Regions from separate parts of the Mus musculus genome. Here regions 2, 3 and 4 are each linked to region 1. Evidence: chromatin contacts called from public Hi-C, HiChIP or PLAC-seq and promoter capture Hi-C data. All regions are on one chromosome and are shown on one strand. The core of a region is the stretch at or near the end of the contact, and the rest is flanking DNA. Distances in the headings are between cores, read along the strand shown.

The links. Promoter capture Hi-C pulls out the DNA fragments that hold promoters and counts their contacts. A called contact is a pair of places that touch in the nucleus more often than the background predicts. HiChIP or PLAC-seq counts read pairs in DNA pulled down with a chosen protein or histone mark.
Region 2: a promoter capture Hi-C map of neural stem cells shows a contact between it and region 1. The contact joins the enhancer-like site here to the promoter of Vrk1 in region 1. A contact is called at or near these places in 10 of 39 promoter capture datasets (the 3T3-L1 cell line, the HPC-7 cell line, cranial neural crest and 6 more), 1 of 484 Hi-C or Micro-C datasets (Sertoli cells), 6 of 115 datasets of contacts at active chromatin or transcription factors (bone marrow-derived macrophages, embryonic basal ganglia, embryonic forebrain and 3 more) and 3 of 9 other capture datasets (adipose tissue, liver and pancreatic islet).
Region 3: a Hi-C map of ganglionic eminence shows a contact between it and region 1, with 1.6 times the contacts expected there. The contact joins the enhancer-like site here to the promoter of Vrk1 in region 1. A contact is called at or near these places in 3 of 39 promoter capture datasets (cranial neural crest, maxillary cranial neural crest and second pharyngeal arch cranial neural crest), 3 of 484 Hi-C or Micro-C datasets (LSK cells, cerebellar granule neurons and ganglionic eminence), 6 of 115 datasets of contacts at active chromatin or transcription factors (bone marrow-derived macrophages, embryonic basal ganglia, embryonic forebrain and 3 more) and 3 of 9 other capture datasets (adipose tissue, liver and pancreatic islet).
Region 4: an H3K4me3 HiChIP or PLAC-seq map of bone marrow-derived macrophages shows a contact between it and region 1, with 4 times the contacts expected there. The contact joins the enhancer-like site here to the promoter of Vrk1 in region 1. A contact is called at or near these places in 7 of 39 promoter capture datasets (the 3T3-L1 cell line, the C10 cell line, cranial neural crest and 3 more), 3 of 115 datasets of contacts at active chromatin or transcription factors (bone marrow-derived macrophages and embryonic forebrain) and 3 of 9 other capture datasets (adipose tissue, liver and pancreatic islet).

The regions. Positions count from the first base shown.
Region 1 is chr12:106,008,416-106,013,027 of GRCm38.p6, reverse strand. It overlaps Vrk1 (vaccinia related kinase 1), which reads right to left and starts at 2,765. Exons shown (of 14, transcript NM_001029843.2): 1 at 2,670-2,765.
Region 2 is chr12:105,842,108-105,847,202 of GRCm38.p6, reverse strand. No RefSeq gene overlaps it. Among named protein-coding and RNA genes, the nearest start is that of Gm19554, 55 kb to the left of the region's middle. Within about 2 kb of position 3,647, at least 26 of the 459 cell types and tissues checked have an H3K27ac peak or open chromatin away from gene starts, as enhancers often do. A contact at or near this core is called in neural stem cells, where this site is marked.
Region 3 is chr12:105,859,613-105,864,289 of GRCm38.p6, reverse strand. No RefSeq gene overlaps it. Among named protein-coding and RNA genes, the nearest start is that of Gm19554, 37 kb to the left of the region's middle. Within about 2 kb of position 2,014, at least 24 of the 459 cell types and tissues checked have an H3K27ac peak or open chromatin away from gene starts, as enhancers often do. A contact at or near this core is called in ganglionic eminence, where this site is marked.
Region 4 is chr12:105,822,322-105,826,816 of GRCm38.p6, reverse strand. It overlaps Papola (poly (A) polymerase alpha), which reads right to left. Exons shown (of 22, transcript NM_011112.4): 16 at 3,140-3,261. Among named protein-coding and RNA genes, the nearest start is that of Papola, 40 kb to the right of the region's middle. Within about 2 kb of position 2,961, at least 19 of the 459 cell types and tissues checked have an H3K27ac peak or open chromatin away from gene starts, as enhancers often do. A contact at or near this core is called in bone marrow-derived macrophages, where this site is marked.

The sequences.
Region 1 (4,612 bases), core at 1,516-4,015:
CGCCACTGAGCTAATGGCTTGGCTGCTGAACCCTTCTAAATCCTCTCATATCCTTACTTCTTCAACCCAAACAGTAAGACAGAAAGAATAGATTTTGCACTTAGCAGTTACCATGTGGCTCTCACTATCAGTCTGTGCCCTCCCATTTTAAAAAGAACCTGGACAACAGAGCAGTGGTGGTATACACCTTAATCCCAGCACTTGGGAGGCAGAGGCAGGAGGATCTCTTATGAGTTCCAGGCCAGCCTGGTCTACAGAGCAAGAACTAGGACAGGTAGGGCTAATGATGAAACCCTGTCTCAAAAAACCAAACCAGGGCTGGAGAGATGATGGCTCAGAGGTTAAGAGCACTGACTGCTCTTCCAGAGGTCCTGAGATTAAATCCCAGCAACCACATGGTGGCTCACAACCATCTGCAACAGGACCCAATGCCCTCTTCTGGTGTGTGTCTGAGGACAGCTGCAGTGTACTCATAAACAAAAATAAATAAATCTTAAAAAACAAAACCAACAAAAACCCTTGACAAGCATGCAAAATGTCCTATGCAAACACACACACACACACACACACACACACACACAGGTACTCCAAGGTCATCCTGTAACCAATCCATTGAGGACCCATCCAGATCATCTTCCCCCACAGCCTCATCTCACTCAGACAGGTCACAGCACTTTGATTCCCAGCAGGCCCACTGCGGGAAGACTAAAGACAGGAGCCTTTGCTCATTTGCATAAACCCTGGAGTCACACATCTGCATTTGATTGCAAGGTAAGTCCCACTTCCAAATATGTTTGGTTTTTAAATAAAAAATAACTTAAGATTTTATTTTTCGAATCAAGCCCTATTCATAGCATGTCTATTACAGGGGCCTTTAAGGGGGAAAAAAAGTCAAAATTTATATCTTTAGCGGGGCGTGGTGGCACACGCCTTTAATCCCAGCACTCGGAGGCAGAGGCAGGCGGATTTCTGAGTTCGAGGTCAGCCTGGTCTACAAAGTGAGTTCCAGGACAGCCAGAGCTATACAGAGAAACCCTGTCTGGGGGGGGGGAAATTATATCTTTGTCTTAGACATCTGGGGCATTCACTCATTATTATTTTACGTTAGTTCTCAAAATTAAGAGGAAAAAGCTGGCCTATTTCCTGTAAGAAATTTAATTTTAGGGTCTGTCAACACTTTAAATGCACTGCTGTTATTTTTAAATATATGCATGCATACTTGAATAAGACTCAGCCTAAGCTTTCCATATAACCATTCCCTGGGCACTCAAACTTATTATTAGATGCCAGGCTCCCTGCTTAAACACATCAACTCCACCATCTCATTTGTTTAACAAATAAACACTCATCATCTCTGCTACGCCAGGCATAAGCAGCAGCCATTACAGTTATCAAAGTGATATCTGTACTGGATACTAGTGCTGTACGGAATCCCTAACGCCTAACACACTTGTTATCCACCTCAATCCATGCTCCTGTTAGCTCGGTCTCCATCAGCAAGGCAGCGCTGCAGTGTCTGCCATCTGTGGTAGCACAACGGGGAAAGCCATTTTTAGTGATGTCCACTTACATTCCTTTTTCCAGGTAGATGAACATTATCTTAATTGCCCAGATGCTTAATTCCAGTCAGAACTGTAAATTAAATTTCCCCAAACAGTATAATCGACATGTCACAAAAAAAGTGACATGCCTTTCCCCTGAACTCTTAAGCCGGGGTGGGGGTGGCGCAAGTCTAGTCCCAGCACTCAGTAGGCAGAGGCAGGAGGATCTCTTGTTGAGTTCAAGGCCAGCCTGGTCTACAGAGCAAGTTCCAGAACAGCCAAGGCTACACAGAAAAAAAAAAAAAAAAGAAAGAAAGAAAGAGAAAAGGAAGGAAGGAGGAAGGAAGGAAGGAAGCAAGCAAGCAAGCTGTCTTGAAAATCCAAAATAATAATGATGATAAAATGCTGATCTACATCTTTTTTCACTGTTTTGAATTCCAGACTCAATAGATGGTCAATTCTAGTTTCGTTTTGTTTTTTTGTTTCTTTTTTTAAAAAAGGAAAGCAACGAAGCTCTTCAACGACCCGCTAAGTTTAACCACCACCTTCCCAAAGGCAAAATCGCGTTTCCAAATTGCTCCAAAAGCGATGAGGGACGGAAAGGAAGAACACACGCAGACGTAAAGAATGGTTAACGTCAACGACAAAAGAATAAACGGGTAACCCGACCAGGACTGGCGTGTGTCCCCATCTCTCAAGGACTCTGGCGCAGTTCTACATCTAAGGCGACCTAGCCTGGAAACGGTCGGAAACAAACTTTGGCGCTGGGCTGCAGACCTGTTTGCTGCCTCTGAAGACACTGCACCGGGAGCCCGGTCACCGGCGGTGGAGACCTGAGGAGCAAGCTTGGAAGGAAACGAGAAGCTGCCGGCCGCGGCTGTGCCCCGAGGCCTCACCTCACCAGTGCTAAGGAAGTGGCAGGCTCGGCCGGTCCAGGTCCCCGTCCCCGTCCCCGTCCCCGCCACCCTGGTCCCGGCTAGGCTTCGGGCGGCCTTCTAGAACCGGGCTTCCGGCAGCTCCGCGATCGGGCAGAGAAGCGAGGATTCCCGGGCAGGCCGGACCCAGCCGCGGCGCCGCCCTGAAGCAACACCGGACCTATAGTCCCGCCACCACCCCACGGCTCCCTACCCAGAGCGGCCAACTCGCGGTCCACAGCGTAGTACGAACTTCCCGCCGCTTCCCTAGACTCGCGACCTACCCACGGCGCCGTCCCCTCCACACCCCGTAGTACAGAGCCTTCCCGTTGGCTGCGAACGGCGGGGGAGGCGGGGAAAGAGGAAGACCGCGCTTCCCTGTCACCTCTCCGGACATGCCGGGAATTGTGGTCCTTACGCTTGCTCCATGCTGGGAATTGTAGTCTTTGAACCTCCAAGAGGCGAGATGGGGGCGTGTTCCTCTGAGCACAAGGGCTTCTGGGAAGTGTGGTTTGCAGCCCGCTTGCTGTTTTACATGTTACTGTGGCTCTCAAAGCCTTAAGAACCGAAATAAATATAACCAGTACTCACTGTTGCTTGATTTATTAAACGGTTAGACAAAGAGACTCATTTCAAATATCCGAAGCGCGTCTCGGTGTTTACTTAACCCACCGCAGTATTTGAGCTACTTTTGTCAAACATCAGTTTTCTTTGTTTCACCATCTCCTTCCTAGAGGTTGGAAGAATGAGCTTCAAGCTGCACTTTGGATCTGCAGCTTCTGAAGCCCTAGAAAAGGCCTTGGGTTCGGTGCTGTTCTTGTTATTGCTATTGTTTTACCAATTTGATTTTTTTTTTTTAATTTTTGGTTTACTAACAACAGCTGAGTTAAAAATGTGAGCCAACACTCCTAGCCTGTGTTGTTTCTTTTCTTTCTTTTTTTTTTTTTTTTTTGGAGGGGGGGCAGTTTCGAGACAGGGTTTCTCTGTGTAGCCCTGGCTGTTCTGGAACTCACTTTGTAGACCAGACTAGCCTTGAACTCAGAAATGCGCCTGCCTCTGCCTCCAAAGTTCAGGGATTAAAGGCGTGCGCCACCACACTCGGCTTGCCTGTGTTGTTTCTTAAGGTGGATCTTAAAACACTGTATGAGCTTTAGTCCCTACGAAATCTGAGTTGTTGCCCAGTGTGCAGTTCAGCATTGATCTTCATATCTTGAATTCACCGTCCCAGGTACCCACACCTGCTCCAATTTCTTTCCTATTTTGCCGTCTGCCCCATAGAGCAGATCCACAAAACAGCTGTACTGCATGCCCACTGCTCCCAGACTTCTGCTGAGTTTGATCCATGATGGAGCCTGAGAATGGAAGAAAAAAAGGAAAGTCACCTAACGACGATCACACACACATACACGAACAGCTAAGTCCCTTAGCTAAGGGTCACTTCAGCTGGGCTTTCCACAAGTCTGCAATGAGAACATGCCATGATGATTGTGTTGTTAGGACTAGAGCTAGTAACACACTGGCTGCCCCCGAGTCACAGGTTACTGTTTCATCCTGTGTGGCTCAGACCCCACACCTCTCTAAACAGCCTCCTGGAACATAAACCCTCCTCAACAAATCCTCTCACGGCATCTGCTTTCTGTACACACGCCGATGGAAACGCAGGCACAAGGTGAGCTCTCGATGACTATTTGTCAGCAGAGAAGCCTCAAGATTCACACATCTCGTGAGTGTGAAGTCCCACACACAGCAAGACTCTGTGGTCAGAATGCTTTGAGTGAAAGCCATTCTGCACCCACAAACAAGTACACACATTACTTGTTACATTGTGACCACATTCCCCCAGTGCGGAAGAAAGGTCCCCGCTCCCACACTGGCTCGACAATTGGCTGACCTTCAAGCACAGTTAAGTCAGCAACACAGCCTGGTCTGTTCCAAGGTGGGAATAGAATGTATTCCAGAACCCACGGCTCCGGCATTATCAGTTGGATGGCTCTCAGTCAAGTGCTACTCTGCTGAGGCTATGTTCCAAGGCTGTTGCCAACACCACCGACACCACCCACACGTGCGGAGAAGCCCTAGCAGCGCAGAGAGTGGCAGGAGAGCAGTCCAAGCTGCCGTCATGGTGACAGCATGTCTGAAATATCACCGGTTACGATG
Region 2 (5,095 bases), core at 2,398-4,897, 170 kb after region 1:
CTGGGAAGTTCTTCGCTTTTCAAGTATTAAAATGATAGGTGCATATTACCTCCATATTCAGGACAAAAATCAGCAGTAACAGACTCAAGAGCACCAAATTTGTTTAAAAGCAACTCACCTAGTAACAAGTTTGCCAACTTTATAGGGGACATATTGAAACTACCCCAAAATTCATGTTTAGGTGCTGGTGAGTGTTTATTTATTCACTGACTCACCTCCCCAGAACATTTCTAAGATGCAAATCCTCTCCAAGTGAACTGGTTTATACTGGCTTACTCCAGATTGGCCAAGGCCTCAAATTTCTAGAATTAATATAGTAGTACTACTGAGGTCTCTCCACAGCCATTCCAGACCTGCCCTCCCGATTTCTCACCCACCCACCCCATCACCCATAATGTAACATTTTAAGGGCATTCACATATCAGAAACACATTGAAACATTGTAAGGCTAGATGTAAAGTCAGTACCCCAGCCTTCCAAGAAAAAGAGCCACTGCTCTTTGTGAAGTCTGTTCTCATCTCTAAGTGCGCACACCCCTAACGTCACCATCTTCCCGTCATCAGACCTACATCTTGACACCTAATTGACAGTCTACAAATGCAGCTACCAGTGGTAATTTTGGAGGACTGTTCCCAGTGCCAGCCCTCAGCAGAGGCAGGCAGGCCCAACGTCTCCTCACAAGTGGCACACAGCATTTGTCTTGGCATGAAGGAGAGAACGCCTCGTGTTGGAGACTTCCATGCTCCCGGCCCACCATAATTAAAGAGGGCTTTGCCTGCCCCCAGATGTTTTCCTTACTCCGGTCCTATCCAAGTCTCACAGCAGGAAGGCAGCGTTGGAAACTGGGTGGGAAAAGCAGCTCTGCTGTCTGCAAATTGCCTTTGTGCCTGCCCTCTGATAAGTCCAAATCAGGTTTATACCCGAACTCCCCCCTCAAAAAGAAACAAACAAAACACAATGATCCTTTAAACACATTCTGCCCACATGCCAATCCACTTAAAGCCCAGGAACAAAACCTAAAAGACATGCCCTGGGTTACTCGTGACCTAGGTGACGCAGGAGACACAGTGCTGCGGTCACTAGTCATCACAGGATGTCTCTTTCCTGGAAGGCCAAGGCCTCTTCTTCAAACCAGTGCAGTAGCAAACTTATAGAGCTGGGATGGAATTCACTGAAAAGATAAAGGCTTACCAAGACATGACTCAACAATCGCTGGGTTCTAGAGCGGCTGCTCGAGTCTGGCATGATCTTCGTGCCATGCCCAGGTCAATGCTCTTCCTTCCCTGCTTTTCTTGTCTGGGGTCTGCAGGGAAGGAGTGGACCTCCACCTTTCCCTTCACCCCTCAGACTATTACCTGGGAGGCCTTCAGTGGGGATACTTATACCAACTACACAAATACCCGAAATGTCTTCAACAGAATTTCAAGCATTCTACCTTCCAAGGTTAACATTTCTAAATCTACCCCAACAAAGGAAGTTAACAACTTCCAGCTCTTGAGATCAAGGAACACTGGGAGATAACCAGGGGCAGGCACCACTACCGCACAGCAACATTAACTATCGCCACTGGAAAGCAACAGGGAACTTAGACCACACACCAAGCAAGTGCTAACATTAACACCTGAGCACACTGGGGCTTGGAAATGGAGCTCTGTCTCTCTATCTATCCCAGAGGCAAGGCTGGCTTACCTTAACTTGGTAAAGAATCATATTAACTTAGAGTGGCTCTGCTGGCATTTGTCTATCATGTCCCCAATCCGGCCACAAATAAAAGAATCCCCTATGCAAGTCAGTTCTCACACATGAAAACAGGAACTCCAGCCTCGGTGCCACAGCCACCTCAGGTCTTACATGCAACAACGCCTACAGATCTCTTCTATGAGATGCGCATCTTTCCAGAGGCCTTGGTACCCTGTGATGCCTCACACGCCAGGGTGGGGATCCTCCTTGGCCATCTCCCTAGGACAGCAATTTGCACAGCAGGTTGGTAGACAGTGTACCAACCGTGCACGAGGCACTGGGCTCACAATTTCAGCAGCCCTAAATGCCAATGCAGCACAAACCTGCTTTAGAGTGGCTTCCTATCAAAATTCTGCTACAAAAGCCAGAACTCTATGTAGACCAAGCTGGCATCAAATTCACAGGTTCTGCTGCCTCTGCTTCCCAGGAACTAAGTGAAAATCATGCACCACTGCAGCTAGCTCTTAGGCATGTCCGAGCGCTTCAGGTTAGGCAGAGTGTAAACCCAAGGCGTGCACAGTGGTACTTGCCTATAATCCCAACTCCAAAGGCTGAAACAGGAACTTCTAGCTTTAAGGGCCAGCCTGGGTTACACATCAAGAAGTCTTCAAGAAGGAAAAAAAAGCCAACAACAAAAAGGGTGGTGAATGGCTCAGAGGCAGGTGGATCTTTGTGAGCTCAAGGCTAGCCTGGTCTACAGAATTCCAGGATAGCTGGGGCAACAGAAAAACTATCTTAAAAACCAACCAGTGACAAGCCTGAGAAACATCTCCTATTAGAGATGAGTCAGAACTTCCTTGTGAAATCCTGGATAACCTTGAAACTTCCACTGCTGCCCAGAGATGCAATTACAAAGTATGGACGCTCGCCAGTGCCAGGGTAGCGCTGCATGGGCACAATGACCTGGGCAGCTGACTAGACCCTACTTCTCAGACGTCATGGGAGTTACATGGGGGTGAACATACAGGTACATACTGGGGAGTTGACTAGAAATCAAAATCAGGGTGACTTCATATATGCCAGGCAAGTACTCAAAGGATTTGTTACTGTACTTAAAAATTAAATTTGAGGCATATGAGTCTCAGGGGAGTTTTGGCTAGTGAAATCATTAAAAAAAAAGACTTTCCATTGAGAAACAAAAACTGCCCCCATTTAAGTCATATAACAATATAAAAGCCACAATGATTTAAAAAAGAGGGAGCCAGTAAAAGGTTACATTCAACAAAGCCAAAGCATATACATGGGGTAACTTACAAAATTACAGACAAGTCAGGTGTGGTAGCACACACAACACAAGCTCTCCAACACTTAGAAGACAGAGGCAAGAACAGATATCTGTGAGCTGAGGTGCCAGCCTGGTCCAGGCTAGCTACAATGAAACCCTGACTCAAAAATGCAAAAAATAAACAAAAAGGAAACAGAAAACAACTGTACCCTTAAAGTCGATATTAAAAGAGTCAAAAATAGTGTATGTAGTATCCTGGCTGATGTAATATAAACGTTGAGACAATGTCTAGTGGGTGCTGGACTCAAGGCAAACAAGACAAGACAAAGCTCTCAGCCCCTAAATTCTAGAGGCAAATTCTTTGCAGGCAGACAGGATGTCAGTCCTAAGCTTCCAACAGCATGGAAGCCACGTCATACTGGTAACTGCTGTGACACTCAACACCCTTGTGTAGACAGCACTTACTCATCAGGACTTGAAGGACACAGCCTAGATGAGGGCTTTTAATAAAAGCTACAGCTTTTGTGCTTTCAGATTAAAACCTAATTTTTGCTAAGTTAAATGGGGGTGACTTATGAGAACTGACATTTATTTTGCAGAGGGAGGGTCACAGTACACATGTTTGTTCTGAATGACTCCTGAACCTGGGACAAGAACTGAGAATACAGGAAATGAGAGGGAAAGGCAGGAGCCTACTCGTGCAGCGAAGCTCCAACAGTCTTGGCACGGTGTCCAGGCACGGTCGGCTCTCTGCTGGGGGCAGCATTCTTGGCTGTGAAGGCAGAGCATGCCCTCTGTCACTCATGGGGAGCAGTTCTGCCCAACTGTCTCTTTTCGACAACTTTATCATCAATCTCTTTATTAACAGCTCCACTGCCGTTAGAAAACGCAAACAAGGCCTGGCTCTCATGCCAGATTTCTGGAAATCACATAGCACCAGGCACCGCACAGTGTGAAAGTTTGTGAAGAGAGTGTTGTGCCAAGAGAGACAGCGTCTACAAGACAAGCACAAAGCCGGGACATCTACCTTGAAACGACAGAGCAGCTTGCTTGTGCCTAGCACCTGAGACAACCCCCAAATATCCACATCATGTGCAGAGACAACGGGGAGCACAAGTGGCCAAGACTCACTGTGAAGCCCAGAAACACCTTTGACACTTCATTCCAGGCAGCCTTGGAAAAAAAACTACTAAATGCCCTTCCTAAGACCCTCAAAATCTAAACTGCCCCATGACTATGTGACACGCACTATGGAACACACAAGGCTGAAGTGGAAGTCTGCAGGAGTGTCAGAGCCCCACAGAACAGGGGTGTTTGAATTATTCAAGCTACTTATTTTCAGCATGAAATCTGTTAGATCAAAAATAACTATCTTATAAATTAATTAAGAGAAATGCTTCTAAGAGGGTTGTAAAATATTTTAAGACACACACACAAATAAATAAGTAAAAATCAGGTCACATTCAGCCAACTATTTAATGACAAATCTACCCTTACTATGTCTTAAAATGGAGCACAATATCTAAAAAGTCCCAAATGTCATTAGGAGCTGACCCTTGGCCACAGCAGGTGAATGCAGGACACAACCAAACTAAGACCTCCCTACCGTAAAAGCTGGGTTTACCGCTAACGCTTCCCCCTCCCGACTTCCCTCACAAGGACAGGAAAGGAGTGGAGTACTCAGTTGAGTCCTAAGCACAGGACCACAGGATGGCTTATGACTCTGGTGCTTCTCTGCAACTGGATTCACTGTGTTCTGAGACACCATATTCATCTGTTTGTTGTGCGTCTCAGCGTTGCCCGCCTGTCCAGTGGGAGAGGGGACTAGGACAACAAAGTGGGGACGGAAACCTGAGCCCAGGCAAGCAGTTTTCTTCAACTTAGACTCACTCCACAGAGGAAAATACAAACACATCTCTGGATTTTCCTTCATCAATTCTGGGACCTAGAAAGCATACTTTAATAGTCATCCTTACCACTTAAAAACAAAAGCACACAGACCCTAAGCTAACTGGCAGAACAAAATAGTGAAGCTAAAAATATACTTTAAAACGCATTGCTACTTTCGCCATTTTTAAAATATATTCCCACCCTGCTAAGTCAGGGGTGGATGAAACAACTCGAGAGGAT
Region 3 (4,677 bases), core at 765-3,264, 150 kb after region 1:
TTCACCTGAAGGCTGCTAGCAGAAGACTGGCTTCCAGGCAACTAGGATGAGTGTCTCCAAGGCCACACCTACTCTAACAAAGCCACACCCTCTAATAGTGCCACTCCCTGGGCCAAACATATACAAACCATCATATTGGGAATCATAGTGGAAACACAGCACTATTCTTGACCTGGCCTACTTGTGACTGGTGCTGGCGTGTAAAGGACAGAAGGAAGGCAGAGGAAGGAGGATCACTTTATCCAAGGGTCCTGCCCTCTCCCTCTATTATTTACCTTGGGAAACCGGTGCTGCACCAACTGCGTTCAGCCACCTCTCAAGTCGCTCACACCCTGTGCCGCTGTGCGCCTCTTCCCATAGTTCTCAGGCTAGAGCCTGCGCCTACCTGCATTCTAAGCACAGGCCAAGCCCTGAAGCCTCTGGGCCCCTGCTGCCTGTATTCTCTGCTCCCCTCATACTTCCAATCCTATGCGTCCAACCTTCTTACACAGAGATTATTAAATATAACCCCCATCTGCAGGAAATATGCAGAAACTGTTTTTGTTTGGAAACTAAAATACATAAAACTGAGTCATCAGACAGCTCTCTGCTTCAGCGAGCACTCCATGCTCAGGCCAGTAGGCCTGAAATAGCTCAGGAAAGCCTTTTCCCCGCCGGCATTCTGCCGACCGGGCACTTTTGAGCAGAGTTCCGGCCTGGCTGTATGAAGCTAGGACCCTCTTCCTCAGAACCAGGCTCTGGGGCAGAAGAGGCCAAGGACCCCTATTCGGGCCCATGGGAACCTGAGGGCATGATGGTGAGCGGCAGCCCAGTCACCAACCTGCTTCTGTCTTTATCCGTGTTGCAACCGCAACCCTCCAGGAGCCCTGGTAGCTGGATGAAGATGGATCTGAGGATGTCAGAGGATGCCCCAGGGAGGGGATCCACCCTGTGTGTGTGTACCTGTGTCACACTTGTGTGACATGCCTGCTAAGTCAGTCCAGGAGGTGATATGGCTGCTAAGTGTGTCCCAACCAAGATCAGCAGCCCAAGAAAACCCAGACTTCCTGGATTCACTGCCTATCATCTCTGACAAGCCCACCAATGAGGGGACTCCACCTTCCACAGCCCTATGCTCCGGCTGGGGATGGGAAAGGACATCAAGGTCCTTAGGTAACTAGGACAAATGTGGGGAGAGATGGAGGCCTCTGGGCACTTGCACATGCACGCACACACATGCACGCACACACACACACACACACACACACACACACACACACACACACACACGTCTTCTCTTGATGTACCCAGTCTGGGGAGCTCATGTAGACCCCATGTCTACACCTCGATTCATAAGGGAAGCTGACCCTAAACAGTGCGGAGAGGGCGGGAGCGGGGAACGGAGACTGGTCTCTGGTGCTCTCTGAAGCCCGGCTGGAGGTGTGTTCTGCGCGCGACAGTACATAAACTCTTGGCAAAGTTGGCTTTCCGTGGTTTGCTAAACTCCGGAACACAGATGTCCCATTTGTGTTTCATTAGCGCCTCGGCCGCTCTGCGGCTCTCGACCTCTGCACCAGGCAATAATGGCCTGGCGCGGGCCCATCCGCACCAGCTGGCCGGGGACCTGCTCTGCCGACCAGGGCTGTGTCTGCTGTCAGCCCTTTCCAGGCGACTGGATGGCTCCTCAGCACCAGAATGTCTCAGCGGGCCTGTGTGAGCATGGGGGCCCTTCACAAGTTTTGGAGGGGGTTCTGTTTAGGTCGGGGTGGGGGTGCTGGGCGGAGGGGGTGCTATGTGATTCTGGCAGATGGGCTGAGTGAGCATGAGGGGGTCTTTGTTAGCCTGGGAGTGGACGGTCGCTAAGAAATACCTTCAGAAGAAGAAGCATTCAAAGCCCAGTTACCCTGGGGAAGGCTAAGAGAAAAAGGGGGAAGGATGGAGGAGAAAGAAGAGTCCTCGGTAGAAAGGAGGGCAGGAGACATGCAGTGGGAGGAGAGAGGGGGAGGAACTAGGGGGAAGACAGAAGGGAAGACTGTGGGGGCGGACAGTTGGCACTCAGAGGTTGAAGCAGCCTGGGAGCTGGCCTCACCAGGAGCTGGGCATACGCACTTGGACCTGGCAGACCACAGCCTGGAGCAAATGACCAGGCAGCCTCTGAGTCCCACAGCAGAGGCCACATAGAGAGCTTCTAGGAGATGGACTTGAATTTGCAAGGGCCTGGGCACAGGCGCTGTGTTTCTGGAACCCTTCCTCTACCCTCCGACCTTCCTGGATCTGTGTTCTCGGAGAGGGCTTCAGAAGGGGCACAAACACAAAGACCCTGCCTGGGCCCAGAGTTGGCAGGTGACCACCTAACCCGCAGATCAATGAAGTCCTGCAGGAAGCTGGCACCTCCCAGGCTCCCCACCTCGAAGCCAGGGCCTCTTGAGAGGCCCAAAGCAGGACTGGCTGATGATAGTTTTGTAAGACGATGCTCCAGGTTGTCTGTGCTCCAAGGATCCACATTCCCCCGTCCTATTCATCGGCATTGAAGCTCGAGATGGATCGGTTGCGACTAGGAGGAGCCTTGCCATAGTGAGATTCAAGACGACATGTTCCAGTCAAAAAGGGACCGTGTTGGGGATGGAGGGCCCACAAAGAGAGGGCTGTAAATGGGAAGGCGGGAAGACCATTTTTATTGCTACCGTTTATACTGTTCACACAATGGGAAAGCAGTCTCAATCCACAGCGAGACAGAGACAGAGAAGGTTCCAGTCCACAAGTGAAGTATGTGCAATTCACACTCTGGGCCACGGGCTTCTTAGGCAATCAGCCTGCTCAGGATAGACACCAATGGGTCCAGGAGGTGGAACCTGGAACTGACCATACAAGTACCCTCCACTATGGGCCAGTACAGGCACCCACCACCACGGACCAGTTTGCAACCTTTTCTACTCTGTCCTGGTGCAAAATGATTCTGGCCCCTGCAGGAGAAAGAAAGCTTGCTTGTAGCTTTGAGTTTGGATATTGCCTGATGCTCTGACCCCAAGACCACTCACCCCCAGCCCCACGATCCACAGGAAGAGTGACCCACACTCTTCCTGTCCTGTCTTCAGTATCCTTGGCTGGCTGTGGTCCACGTATCTCCAGGATGCTTACTGTGGGGACACCACCCCAGGGTATGTGGCGCAGCAGCTGTCCAAGGGTCTGGCTGAACTGTGTTGGACATTCCCAAGTGTGGGTATGAACACGCTGCTCACTGCTTGCTTGCAACATGTGAAGTGTTTACAGATGTCCCTTTAGTTCATTTTTAGCTGTTGGGGTGGTTTCATAGAAGTGTATTGATACCAACAAACCATCTGCGTGTGTAACCTCGTGGGCTTTCTGTTATAGTTAGTATTAATTTGTCAACTTGACAGAATTTAGGATCACCTGGCAGACAGGCCTCTAGGCAAACCTGGGGGTAATTACCTTGGGGGTATTGAGGATGAGGCTGACCACTGTGGGCGGTGCCATTCCCTGGGCTGTGTGGGGAAAGGGGAGCACAATACCAGCAGGCATTCATCCTTCCCTGTTCCTGGCTGTGGCTCTTTCAAGTTCCTGCTCCTTTGACTTCCTGGCTGTGACAGACGGACGGCATCCTTGAACTGTGAGCCAGGATAAACCCCTCCTCCCTCAGGTCGTTTTTTGTTGGATTCTTTATCGCAGAAGCAGGGAAAGAAACTAGGACACCTTCATCTTGCACTTTCTTTAACCATCATTTTTTTTTAAAAAAGAGATTTATCATGTGTGTGTGTGTGTGTTTGTGTGTGTGTATGTGTGCGTGTGTTGGAGTGTGCCCATGTGTGTGCAGAGGTCAGAAGAGGCCACCAGAGCCCCTGGAATTGGAGGTACAGGCAGTTGGGAGAAGTCCAATATGGGTGCTGGGAACTTGAACTCAGGTTCTCTACCAGAGTGTATGTCTCCTTTCAGTAAACTTTCCACGATAACAGTCACAGGACAACAGTCACACGACAACAGTCACATATCATGTGTCCTTAGGATGTCCCACTGCTGCACCTGGGAAAATGCAATCAGAAGAAATGGCTTTCTGGGGAATGTAGGGAATGAGACCCCAGCAGCAGGGGGTTGGGGTGGGGAGGCAAGTAGAAGGGCCCACCTCCAACCTGTGGCTGTGGAGGAGGAGGGGTCAGATGTCACTCTTCCAAAAGAGCTGAGGTGGGCTGCAGGGTGCAGGTAGTTGCCACCCCACCCGCGTGCTGGAAGGACAGAGCTGACATGAGCGGTCCTCTGGCATCCCCGTGAATGACCACACGTACCCTAGTCTGGTCCGCATGCCTGCACACGCTCGCAAAGTAAATAAAACATAAAAGTTGTTTAAGGAAGAAGAAGAAAGGCAGAGGTGCAGCTCCTGAAACAGCATGGCCTGGGTTTTCCTACCTGGCCATGAACTCCAGTGTAACTGTGGTCCAGTTAGCTGGACATGGCCGGCTGGTGCCCTGCAGCCCCTGCTCCCTGTCCCTTCTCTCTTCCTCCTTAGAGATGGGCAGAGTCCAGAGTGTAGAGGACACCTCCAAGTCCTCTCATTGAGTCAGACTAACTCTTCTCACTAATGCTTATAACCGGCGCCTCACCCTCCTGGCTTTGACCTTCATCAGCAAAGACTGACTCCTGAGAAACTGGAGAGATGGCTCAGTAGTTCCCAGCACCCACATCAAG
Region 4 (4,495 bases), core at 1,712-4,211, 190 kb after region 1:
AAGACTTTGTACCTCTAGACTTAACTATGTATCTGATATGAAAAGTAATGAGAAGTGAACACTACTTGTGCTGATTTACACGGTAAAATTTCAAATTGAAATATGAGCATACATGAAACTTCTATCAGAAAACTATAAACCCTGGTGCATTGGTGCAAAGTCTCAGTAAGCAGGAGAATGACAGCCACCTTTGTCAGAACCACAACAGTGTGTTGTTTTTCCTATTTTTATTACAGAAACAATATTTTTATTTTGTCACAAGGCTAGGCATAATAGAGCACACTTTTAATCCCATCCCTCAGGCAGAGGCAGAGGCAGAGGCAGAGGCAGAGGCAGAGGCAGAGGCAGAGGCAGAGGCAGAGGCAGAGGCAGAGGCAGAGGCAGAGGCAGAGGCAGAGGCAGAGGCAGAGGCAGAGGCAGAGGCAGAGGCAGAGGCAGAGGCAGGAGGATCTCTGAGTTCATGGATAGCCTGGTTTACAGAAGAAGTGCCAGGTCAGCCAGAGCTACAGAGGAACCCTGCCTCAAAAAAGACAAGGTCACATGTTGCCCACATCTGCCTTAATTCCTTGGCTCAGGCAATCCTCCTGCCTCAACCTCCCAATTTCCTCCCATGTAGTTGGAATTACAGGCATATGCCATACCCAATGTAATGTACAAATCTTTAGTTATCCCACAACGAACATAGAAATTATGTTAAGTAAAAGGCATTACCACACATGGTGGCACCCACATTTAATTCTGACATTCAGCAGGCTGAGACAGGAGGATTCTGAATTTGAGGCCCAACCAGGGTTGTGTATTGATCTTTAGGCCAGCTTGGAATACATACCTAGGCCACAAACAAACAAAAAATCATTTATTTCTAACCATTACTATTTTATGCGCAAAGATCTTTGAAAGCAAGAGATCTATACTGGCCACTCTGCTCTTTTAGAGGGGGCACAGGCGACATGGACGTGAGCAGTGCAGACTGGCCTCGCTTCAGTTCCCACTGTGGAGGGGGTACAGATACAGATACAAACAGCGAAGGAGCTGCAAGCTGTTGGCTTTACCCCAGCTTCAGAGTCCTATTTTCACAGTAGAAAATAAAATGAACAGCAATAAAAATTATTTCAAACAGAAGTAGATAGGATCAAACTACTGTAAGCACAAAGCAAAGTCAAAAACTGGTGTCTCACTGAGAACATCTGAACTGAGTGACAGTCTACCCAATCAATAGTCTGTGTACACAGATACAGATGTGATCAGTTACTCTGTTGGATGATCAAACTGTGGACAGTAGATTCCTACAGTTTATTTTTAGGGAAACATAGACTGAAAGTATAAAAAAAATGAACAGGAAAACCCAACTAGAGCTGTATAACAATTAGTCACATGGTTATTTAATAGTAAGACTTTAAAAGCTGATAAAAATTCATGGTTCTAGAAACCGGTAATAGCTGTTATCATGAGTTCTTAAAACGCATACTGCCAGAACAAAAAGAGCGCAGCCTATTGGCATCCACTTTTGACACCCGTGATTCTGAGTTTTAACTATGGAAAACTTAACACTGCAATGCTCTAGGGTTTGTTTTGTTTTGTTTTGTTTTGAGACAAGGTTTCTCTGTGTAGCCCTGACTGTCCTGGAACTCACTTTATAGACCAGGCTGGCCTCGAACTCAGAAACCCACCTGCCTCTGCTTCCCAAGTGCTGGGATTAAAGGCATGCGCAACTACCGACAGCTACTGCTATAATTTTAACACATTCCTATCAGACGGTCCTGTGGCTGCAATGGTTACACAGGCTTAGCAGGGAGCTAAGTTTGGGCCTCAGGAGTGCTGAAAGCCAACAAAGGCGATATGGCGTCTACTCGAGCAACTTCCTTATCAGGAATGAACACATGTAGCTAATTAACTCCAGCAATCAGGAGCCAGCGTGAGTTACAATCAGACTTAGCTGACAAGATTGTCACCTGAAACTATCATGTCCAGATATCTCTGTACCTACCCACCCCTAAGCTGTAACTGATCTTGGCATTAATTTCAGATAACTTGATTATTTATTTACTATCTGCCGGGCACAAGTCCAAGTCACTGTTTCTATGCACCAATGCATTCAATATAAGAAGGTTAAAATATTCTGTTATTCAAGATATAAACATCAGAACAAGACACTACTTTACCTCTGGTAACCAGTGAGAGCAATGTCCTTTGTAACTACTTTGCAATTACTGTACAAAGTATACCATGTAGCCCAGGCTGGCCTAGAATCTGGTATATACAGTTTAAACCACCCTCACCTTGCAATTCCTCCAATCTCCCACCAACTGGTGAGAATACAGGGGTTTGCTACAATGCAGGGCATAGTAACAAATTTTCTTTTGTGTGTGTATATGGGGGGGGGGGCGCTATCATAGATCCTGTATGTATCAGAGGATGACCCTGACTTCTAACCCCTCTGCCATCACCTTTCCAAGTCCTGGGATCACAGGCATGTATCATCATGCCTATTTTATGAAGTGCTAAGGGTTAACCCCAGGTGCATGCTAGCCAAATACTCTACCAACTAGGCTACCTCTCCAGTCCCTTGTACAATCAGAAAGAAGGGGGGTGACAGGACACACATACACACCCAACAAGGCTGTGGAGGTCAGAGAATAATTGCAGGGGTCACTTCTATCCTGCAGGTCTGAGGGATTGGACTCAGGTCACCAGCGGACCACCTGCTGAATCATCTCAAGAGCCCACTCTTAATTTTTAGAAATATACCTATTCTCCTACAGTAAATAAGAAGACACTGTCCCTCTTTAAAGTATTGTTTGAACATGTAATGACAACTTTGTTCTTTTAGAAGAATAGACACTTGTGTGAAAGTTTAAAGGTGTTTTTCTTTCTGAGAGAATATGGCTATACAAACTCAGGGCGTTGAGTGTCACATTAACCTCTTTCCAGTCATGAGACAAGGACACAAACACAGTGCTGAGAACAAGGTCTCACAAGCTGACAATGAGAACACGGTCTCTCACAAGCTGACAAGTCTGTCAGATGCTGTCCTCAGTTAATAGCACCCATCCCTAAAGGGACGGGAGTTCTGAAACATCAGCTGGCACTTATACAAAGCACTGTATTGGTGGCACCATCAAGTTCCTTTTTGGCTTACCTTCTTCCTCTTCTGAAGCACGTGACTAGGCAGCAGCTGATGGAGTTGCTTTCTCTTCACATGCATTGCTGCAATCTTCATATCCAACTCAAACATTTTGCTGTTTATTGCTTGCCTATAAACTATACAAGCAGACATTGTTACAAAGAACAGAAATAGTTACATAAGGGCAGATCTAAATTCGTCTAGAAGAAAAGTAATGTAAGTGGGAACCTTTCCCACCGCCTGTCCCTAGTCGGATGCAATCCAATAGTAGGCAAGTCACGTATGTAACAAAGAGCAAATGCACATTCGATCCTTTAGCACACTAACTTTCCATGTGCTAATAAAAAGCAAGAATAACTGTTGAGGAAATAACAGAATTCAAAGAACTCTGTACATCTGTCTTTCCATCATCCACAAAGTCTAAGACTTTAATCCTGGAAGACACCACCTGCTGCTCACACAGTAAGGAGCCACACCTGAAGACACCTCACAAGCCAAGAACGACTGGAGGCTCTTGGCTGTTAAGAGAAAGTGCTGTTTGTGCAGAAGACCTGAGTCTGAATAACACAACCCAGCTCACAATTGCCTGGAACTCCAACTCCCGGGGATATAGCACCTTTCCATGAACACCTGTACCCCCACAGACACACTTTCACACACACTTTATATATATGAAGACATGGTGTGTGGCACATACCTTTAATCCCCAAACTATGGAGGCAGAGGCAGACAGATCCTTGTGAGTTCAGGGCCAGCCATATTTACATAGTGAGTTCTAGGACAGCGAGAGCTACATAATACATAAAACAAAAAACAAACAAAAAAACCCACAAAAACCAAAACCATAGAAAAGTATTTTCCATGAAAAACTCTCTTAATTCTTTCTATATTTTCTATTATGAAAAAATAAATTATGGCTCAAAAAGAAGATGCTATCAGTAAGTACAAAATATTTAGATCACAGTACCTCAAAATGGGAATATTTAAGTGAGGTTATATGGTACAACACCTGTAAAACCCCAACAATTAGTCATGAAAGCAGAGAATAAGTTGAATGTAATCTTAACCTTCATAGTAAGTCCAAGGGCAGGCTGGGCTACATTTAAAAAAACAAAAGGTGTGCGAGGGGGGGGGATTCAGTCAATCCATACAAAAATATTGGTTGCACAACTATAAAACCATTGTAGCAGCTGGAAACACAGCAGGAAAAAGCACAAGCAAGCTGCAGAATCCAGTGGAGAGGACAGAATAAGATAGACTGTCAAGTGACCAAGGACTAAGACAGGACACTGAGCTGCCATCAAACAGAACTTAAGCCACAGAGCCAGTCCTAGAACAATCTAAGCTACAAAACAAAACCCTACGCCAAAC